Regions from separate parts of the Mus musculus genome. Here regions 2 and 3 are each linked to region 1. A link is a contact called in public Hi-C and HiChIP or PLAC-seq data. All regions are on one chromosome and are shown on one strand. Each heading gives the region's core, a stretch centred on a gene start, on an enhancer-like site or on the middle of the called end of the contact. The rest is flanking DNA. Distances are from core to core; before and after follow the strand shown. Region 1 holds the start of Cdkal1 (CDK5 regulatory subunit associated protein 1-like 1). Region 2 has its middle 66 kb from the start of Gm40860. Region 3 has its middle 40 kb from the start of Gm40860.

The links. Hi-C and Micro-C count contacts between places; a contact is called where the count stands out from the background. HiChIP or PLAC-seq counts read pairs in DNA pulled down with a chosen protein or histone mark.
Region 2: a Hi-C map of embryonic stem cells shows a contact between it and region 1, with 5 times the contacts expected there. The contact joins the enhancer-like site here to the promoter of Cdkal1 in region 1. A contact is called at or near these places in 11 of 39 promoter capture datasets (the 3T3-L1 cell line, 3T3-L1-derived adipocytes, the C10 cell line and 7 more), 14 of 484 Hi-C or Micro-C datasets (B cells, bone marrow-derived macrophages, colorectal tumor organoids and 10 more), 15 of 115 datasets of contacts at active chromatin or transcription factors (the 230-238 cell line, CD8 T cells, acute myeloid leukemia and 9 more) and 2 of 9 other capture datasets (embryonic stem cells and liver).
Region 3: a contact with region 1 is called in an H3K4me3 HiChIP or PLAC-seq map of bone marrow-derived macrophages, with 4 times the contacts expected there. The contact joins the enhancer-like site here to the promoter of Cdkal1 in region 1. A contact is called at or near these places in 3 of 39 promoter capture datasets (liver and pre-B cells), 4 of 484 Hi-C or Micro-C datasets (the N1E-115 cell line, bone marrow-derived macrophages, double positive thymocytes and 1 more), 9 of 115 datasets of contacts at active chromatin or transcription factors (the SCID.adh cell line, bone marrow-derived macrophages, embryonic stem cells and 4 more) and 2 of 9 other capture datasets (adipose tissue and liver).

What each region holds. Positions count from the first base shown.
Region 1 is chr13:29,854,324-29,857,048 of GRCm38.p6, forward strand. It overlaps Cdkal1 (CDK5 regulatory subunit associated protein 1-like 1), which reads right to left and starts at 1,350. Exons shown (of 16, transcript NM_144536.3): 1 at 1,240-1,350; 2 at 575-618.
Region 2 is chr13:30,067,691-30,070,415 of GRCm38.p6, forward strand. No RefSeq gene overlaps it. Among named protein-coding and RNA genes, the nearest start is that of Gm40860, 66 kb to the left of the region's middle. Within about 2 kb of position 1,356, at least 9 of the 459 cell types and tissues checked have an H3K27ac peak or open chromatin away from gene starts, as enhancers often do. A contact at or near this core is called in embryonic stem cells and trophoblast stem cells, where this site is marked.
Region 3 is chr13:30,041,823-30,044,547 of GRCm38.p6, forward strand. No RefSeq gene overlaps it. Among named protein-coding and RNA genes, the nearest start is that of Gm40860, 40 kb to the left of the region's middle. Within about 2 kb of position 1,314, at least 62 of the 459 cell types and tissues checked have an H3K27ac peak or open chromatin away from gene starts, as enhancers often do. A contact at or near this core is called in bone marrow-derived macrophages, double positive thymocytes, memory CD8 T cells and 1 more, where this site is marked.

The DNA of each region.
Region 1 (2,725 bases), core at 100-2,599:
AAATAAATTTTAAAAAAAAGAGAGAGAGAGAGGGAGAGAGAAACAAGACAACCCAGCTAGAAGAGGTACAGAAACAAGCCTTCAGGAATGCCATATTTGGGCTGCAGAAATGGCTCAGAGTTAAGAGCACTGATTGCTCTTCCAGAGGACCAGGGTTCAATTCCCAGCAACCACATGGCAGCTCTTACCTGTCTGTAATTCCAGGATCTGATAACCTCACAAAGACATACATGCAGGCAAAATCCCAGTGCACATAAAATTATAAATACATATTTTAAAAAAAGAAAGAAAGTCATATTTAACAGCCAGGTAGAGAAGTAGGATATAACAGGGACTAAGCAACAGCCAAACAAGAAAACAGATGTGCCACAAATGGGAAAGAGAGCATGTCTCGCTTCTTAATGAAAATGAAAAACTAAGGAAGAGATACAAAAATGTCTCTCCGATGAAGTTATAGGGAAATCTAGTTTTCACAAAATGATACTGGCTAATTACTAAAAACTTAAGACATCTTTCTTCATATTCTAATGCAGAACTAATTACTCAAATATTAGAAACTAAAATAAACCAATACCTTGATTTTCTGAAATTGGTCTCAAGTCCTCTTGAAAGATGAATCTGAAAAATTAAAATTAATTAGAAAATGCGAGTACCCTATAAGTTCATAAAACCAGTGTATGACCTCTTTACAACTTCCTTAAAAAAAAAAAAAAAAAAAAAAAAAGGATGCATCTAGCCACTTTTTAAACTGCTACCCTGCACTGTAACACCTGAGCACAATGAAAATCACCAAGTAAGAAACAAGTGATCCCTTATGACACAGGAAAGTTTTCTAAGCAAGGGAGCAAAGAAAAGAGGGGAAGGGGGCGCAAAAACACAAGCGACCTCTGCCCCTATGCCCAACTTCAGTGCAAAACACTCATCTCCTGAAGCCCTGATCGCGTAGCACAAGTACATTCACGGGTAAAGCGAGAGGGGAAATGAGGCTAGAGCAGAATGGAAGTCCCTGACGTCGCCAGCCAGCAGTGTCTGCCGCCACGCCGGCCTCTCTCCAGGCAGCGCTCCAGAGTCCGACTCTCCACGCCAGCCGCCAAGTCTTTTCCAAACTGCGAGAACAAGCGGGCGATCGGCCCAAAGGAGAAAACCTGCGGAAACGAAGCTCCGCCCAAAATGCAGCTCGGCCCACGGTCGCTGAGCACTGATCCATTTGCCCCAGTATACACAGATCCAGAACTTCACCTGTCCGAACTGAGAGGAAAAAAACCACAAGCCCCTGCCAGGAAACTGCACAGACTTCAGATGGAGAGCGCCATGACACTTGTGTCCCGCCGGGCTGATTTGCGCATGCTCCGCGACGGTAGACCGGAGAGGTCAAAACAGATCGTTGTTTCAAGTTTGCGTTTGTTTTTATCTATAATTATTACCACATTCTTCTACAAACAAAGGTGAAAATACACTCCTACCTCATTATGTTAGCTTATCAACTAACTTCTGCTAAGTTATAACCTTATAACTTGTCCTGCACAGTTAAGAGATTAACATAAACATCTTGCCATTTATTATTACTACTCATTATTCACAAAAAGGGACTGGAGACTTTAAATACTTACCAGAATAATTACCTCCGGAGTAAATCATTTTCATTACATTCATTACATTTTATCAGTTCCCTCCTCTATCTATCTATCTATCTATCTATCTATCTATCTATCATCTCTATCTCTTTTGAGACAGCATCTCTCTATAAAACCTTAATTGCACAGTCACTCATTATATGGAATGAACTGGCCTCGAACTCACAGATCGACCTGCCTTTACCTCCAGATCTCTAGGATTAAAAGCATGCTCCACCATGCCCAACTAATTTCCTTCTCTTCTATAGAGAAGAATAACTAAAATAATAGTTGTTCTATCGAATAACAGAAGTCAATTAACACCAAACTCGTGCCCACATCTACCTCCTACTGCTGGGATTACGGTTGTGGCCCACTGCAGTAGGCTTATATTTCTGCTTCTGCAGAGACAATTCAGCCGAGGTAGTCAGGTTTCATTTAATAATTCCATAAGAATACATAAGAAGAAACCTTTATACTTTCTTTGTCAGTAATGCATAACTTTATATTTAAAAAGCAAAAAGAAAGGAATGATGTGAAAAATATGGAACAAAATCTTTATGTTTTCAAAGGGATGAAGATTTTTGTTGAAGGATGAGTGGTTTAGCAGTCTGTGTATTGGGACCCAGGGACTTCTGCATGCTAAGCAAGCACTGTACCACTAAGCTGCATCTCCTGACCCTAGGTTTGTTGTTGTTGTTTGTTTTCTTGCTTTTGTCTCCATAGTGAAAACTGAATGGGAAAATGTTAGCAATAATAAAACCAATGGACAAAGGAATAATAAATCCAGAAATTACAAAAAATTAAAAACAGATTTAGTTTATAACTTTAGCAATTATCGGTTGTACTATTGAATTTAAACCAATCAATAACTTTTCATGAGACACAATGTGTGTGAGTTTAATTCGCTCTTTAAAAAGTGCATATGAATTGTTTGTGCAGAGATTGCATGGACATAATAGCGACAGTCTTAAGACAGATAAGTCTATTTCTTAGGCGAATGGGACAAACGTAGATGTGAACTGTAGGGATTGGGCATTAAATGTGCTGTGATTTACATTGACTTTCCACAGCCTGTGACCAAAACCCAGCTCTAATTTCAAAACAAGGGG
Region 2 (2,725 bases), core at 106-2,605, 210 kb after region 1:
TCTTTGCAGAATGATGGATGCAAAGAAAGCCAGCAGATGGTTTATAGGGATCTGGCCAAGGCACTAATAGCAACAGAGCCAGTGCTTGCAATTGCTTAGTCAGCTGAAGCCACACACACTACACAGACAAGGGAGTGGGCTGTTCCAAGGTTGTGTAAGGACAGACACAGTGCAAGTCCCCGTGGGCCAAAGCAGATTTCACCTAATCTCCTAAGTGCTGGTCCCGCAGGGTCAGCCCTGCAGAGTTGCACAAATTCTCTAGGGGTGTCTCCATTCATGTGTGTTCCTAGGATATTATATCACATCTTTGGGTCATATCTGGAGCTCATTAAATTAGAAAAGTGTATGTGTGTGGAAGTTGAATTCTGATACTTACTTTTTCTAGGTTCTCTCTTTCTTTCTCTCTCTTTTAATCAATGATTTTGGCTGAGTATAGAAAATCAAACTGGATCTGATTAAGAAACCTGACACAGGCAGTTTCCAGTCAGGAGGGAGTGTTGGGGACCACATGTACAAGTACGCACACACACACACACACACACACACACATTGAGTATCCTTTATCCAAAGTACCTAAGACCAAATGTTTCAGATTTTGAACTGGGACCATTTAGCTGATCATAGTGAAATCATGAGATGTCTTAGGGTGGGGGCCAAGAGGAAAGATGAAATTTATTTGCATGTCCTGTGTAGCTCGTACATGTAGTTTGGAGGTGACTTTGTACAGAGTTTACTGTTCCTTCACCTTGACCCCAGCCCACCACGTGAGAGGAGGTGTGGAAAGTTTTGCACGTGCTTGCTCATGAAATCTCTGATTTGTGAGCATTTTGGTTGCCGACATTTTGATTAAGGATGCTCAGCCTGTAAATATAGTCCTAGGCCCCACCCACAAATATTCTGATAGGTTCCTTCCAAATCATTAACTTTTCCAGGGAGGTAGCTCATTAGTATTTCAGTTAGCACAGTATTCAGCTATGAGAAACAGAAAATCCATCTACAGGAGCATAAACAAAGTAAAGAGAAACAATTTTTGTTATACAAGGCTGGGAGAGAGCTCTGTGTGAGGCGCCTGCCGCATAAGCATAAAGACAGAGTTCAGACATCCAGTGCTCATTTAAAAGCCTGGCATGGCCGCCTTTAACTCTTAAGGTCTATAACTCTTTCTCGGAGGGTGGGGACTGGTGGGTCCCAGGGTCACACCTAGTCAGCATGGTGAGTTTCAGTTCAGTTTTTAAACAAAATGTGAAAGAATGAGAGAGAAAGGTCCTTGATGCCACCCATGTACACTCGGACGGCAGAGTACACTAACATAGAGGCATATGTGTAACAGAGGGGGAGGAAGGGAGAGGATGGGGCAGGGAAGAGGGTGGGGACACAGGGACAAGTTTAGGACAGCTGCAGCAGCTCCAACCATCTTGTCCAGACTAAGGAAATGAAAATGCAGAAAAGAACACCCATGTTCACCCAATATCTGCTTCTCAGGGCCTTGAACTGGGTCATGTGGATGTGGTAGTATGGCTATTCTAAATTTATCCCCTACTGGCTTAAAAATAAATGAGCCTCAGACTATGCTTATTTTATTTGGCTTTGACAATAACTGGGGGGTAACCCCAACCTACTTTTCTAACTGCTGGTCTGGCTGCCTCCCCAGCGGTGTTACCCCCCACCCCCCACCCCCTTGCTTGTTGTTTCTCCTGGCCAGGTGCTCAAGGCTCATCTCCTCTCACAGGGCCTTCCATCTTCTCCTCAGTCCTCTCCTTTCTCATCTCTGCTCCCACTCAACCAGGTAACTCGAAACCCACTGCCTCTAATCCCTCCAGTAATTGGTTGTGCCATTTTGATTTAACCAATAGTTTTAAATTAAGGAACAAGGTTTGCATAACAAAAGCTGGTAACCTTTTGAATTCACCTTAGGCCTAAACCTACAGAATTTAGCATCATAATACATAGCAACTGAACAAACTGCAACAGGACACACACACACCTACTGTGAGGTAACTCCTGCAGGCAAACTGGAGAAGCTGTGAAGAGAAATTTAATTCTGTCGCAGGATCTGGAATGGAGAGGAAACTCCCAGCTTCCTCTGCCTGCCTTTCACAAGAGGCCATGTTTGCTTCTGCCTCCACTACTCTATTTTCAATGCTAAAAGCCATCACTACAGTTTGGTTCTTTGAGATAGCCTCAAATAGTAATTCTTAGTCCCCCAGTCAAGACCAGCCTTTGAGTGGTTGCATGACCTAGACTCTAGCTAGGTATTTTAGCAATGTGACATCTGAACACGCCCTGGCGATCCTATCTTCATTCTTTAACAGTTCTACTACACACCTTCAACAGTGCATTAAATTTTGCATCAAGAGCAGAATTTCAGTGCTGATCACAGCCTCACTGGCCAGGACATATGGGAAACTGCAGGATATCTAGGTAGCCTCCGAGAGCCACAGTGTAACAGCACAGCAATGTACCTTTCTAAATGCATCCTTTGCAACACAAAGCAATCCACACAGTTTACAAACACTAAGAAACAGTCAGAGACCCATTTTCCCATGTAGCTTTGCTTCAATCCCATGTGATCATAGGCAGGGCAGGGGTGTCTCTGGGATTTTAATTTCTTCATGTGTGAAAGGAGGATGCCAGACTAGAAACTTCCTTCCTTCCTTCCTTCCTTCTTTCCTTCCTTCCTTCCTTCCTTCCTTCCTTCCTTCCTTCCTTCCTTCCTTCCTTCCTT
Region 3 (2,725 bases), core at 64-2,563, 190 kb after region 1:
ACTATTTGCAAAAGTAGCTTAGTCCAGATCCATTGGATCTAAAGAGATTTTCTATTTTAAAAGAAGTAACCAGTTTAGCTTTCTCTTTAGGGACACACTCCCACCTTTCTGTGACCCTAGAGAGAATGAGAAGAGTCCCCCTTTCTCTTCTGTGAGAGAGAAAAAATCAATTCTCTCATTTCTCCAATTAGTGTAGAGCTCAGCCCTGAGAAGTGGGCAGTTTGTGTCCACCAAAATTAGAAACAGACAATTAATGGCTTGTTACCTTAGGCTTGGCAAATGCCAAGAAAGTGAACAGAAGATGATGGCACAGACAAGCTGTCGTGGGTTAGCGGTGATCCAGGCCCTCGAATAGCTCATCTACAAAAAGAGAAACTAACAGCTTTCTGTCTTCATTTTTTCATCTTTTTACTGACAAACATTATAGCATGGAACATATTTTCTTTTTCTAAATTTTTTGTTGGTGTCTATTCAGTGAGCACAGTAATGGTTTCCCAGAGACATCTCATGTGGGTGTTACCATGTGATTCTACCATATTCACCTCACTATCCCCTTCCCTTCCCTTTCTTGCCACCCCCCCCCACTGCCGTCTTTTCTATTTCCAGGTCATCTCCCTTATACTTTCATGTCACATATACATATATATTATTTTATGTTCATGTATAGAAGAACTAGAATTTGTACCTGACAGAAACATAATGTATTTAGCTCTCAGTGATTTATTTTGTTTAATGTGATGATGTCTAATTATATCCATTTTCCTGCAAACACTAAGATCTCTCCTCTCCCGTCCTCTCTTCTCTCTTCCACCCTTCTCCCCTCTTTATCTCTCCTCTCCGTTCTATCTCTCTTTTGACAGTGTCTGTGTAGCCCAACTTAGCCTCAAACTTGTGCCCCTCCTGCCCCAGCCTTCCAGTTTCTGGGAATATAGGTATATAGGACCACAAAGAGCTTGCCCATTGGACTCCACCACCACTTCTGCCCGGCCTCTCGCTCAGCACCCCTCGGGGCTTTAACACAGCTTCATGGGCAGGGCGACAGGTGCAGGAAATCAAGTGACTTTTCCAAGGCAGCAGATCTGAGCTCTAGATCTTCATTTCTCAGAAGCCCGAGCTGTCAATCAGCACGCCCTACCGTCATCGTATCAAGGGCCCAATCAAGTGTGGATTCTTTATAGTATGTATTTAGCATCTAACAATACAGTTTTTGATTAGGGAGAGCCTTGCTGGGAAGGCTCTGTACCTTAGAAGGCAATTAATGCTGAGCCCGTGCTTCCCTTTTTAGAAGCTGCTCTGTGGAGGAAAAGAAGCAGTAAGATGAAGCGCCAGCCTGGGACCGAGTACTCGCCACAGGAAGCTCGCAGAGGGTTTCCGGGGTGCTTGTGAAAGGTCTATTTCCAAACGAAAGATTCAGCTCTTCTGCCACTCACCCAAGATAAAGACACTTTCCCATGACACCCAAGGGAAGTTAACAGTCATTTAACAGTAGCTGAAAAGTTCAGCTCGACGAGACAGATTTAGACTGGAATGAGGGATGGGCAGCAAGGGCCTCTGCATTCAGTGATAGAGAATGTGAAGGTTGCGCCACTGGACATCCAGATACCTTTCAACGCATCTTGAATTTGGACGATTCGGTGCTTTACCGGCTCAGCTGCTTTACAATCTCTCCTACAAAGATTTGGGCTTGTGTCTTTTATCAGGGAAAACAAATGCATTTGTGAGCTTTAGGAACACAAACAGAAAATTGATTTATACCAAGAGGCCATTGAGGATTGGGGGGAAAAACTAAGTGTCAGGAAGAGAACTGACATGTGAGGCAAAACCAAGAACAGGACTCCAAGGAAGACATAAAAAAATGACAACAGGCAGAAGAAAGTAAATAGGCTCCTGGGTAGAGCTCAGCTTCTAAAAACACAGGGCAGAAAGTTCTAGATGGGAGGATGTTTAAAGGATTTGCCTTGACTCCCAAATGTATCAATGATGTATGTGACTCTGAGACTTGCAGTTACTCAAACTCTACTTTGTTACTTTTGAAGCAGAGTCACAGAAACACCTCCTAAGCTTTCAAAGACTGCTGGGGAAAAGTACAAAAGACCATGAAGAAGAAATGTGCTCATAGGTACAGGATGAGCCTTGTATTGCAAGCCATACTGCATACTATGATCAGTTGCCATTAGCTACTAAATACTGAATATTGCTTTAGAATGCAAAGTTCCTGCTCTGGACTACTCCCTTCTCCTTGAGAATGTGTTTAAAAAAATCAAACCTTTACTGAGTGCGGAAGCACATCCTTTTAATCCTAGCACTTTGGAGGCAGAAGTAGGTAGATCTCTGTAAGTCAGAGGCTAGCGTGGTCTACATAGAGAGACCCTGCCTCATATTTTTATATAAATAAATCAAAAGTTTATGTGTTACCCTAAGGTCTATATGAAGTCTGAAATAGAATACCTGTATAACTTTAGTGTCTTAAACTTCACTTTTATTTGAAAGCATATGGGATCATGAAAAGATCAGTGTGGGTGTTTTATCTTGTGGAGTACAATTTTTGTTGTCTTCTTAAGGCAGGGTCTCACTCTGATAAAAATGGCTGGCTTATGATCTGCTATATAGACAAGGGTGACCTGGAACTCACAGCTATCCACCTGGCACTTCCTCAACAAAATGCTGAGATTAAAGATATGTGTCACCAGGCTGTCAAGGAGCACTTTAAATAAATAAATAAATA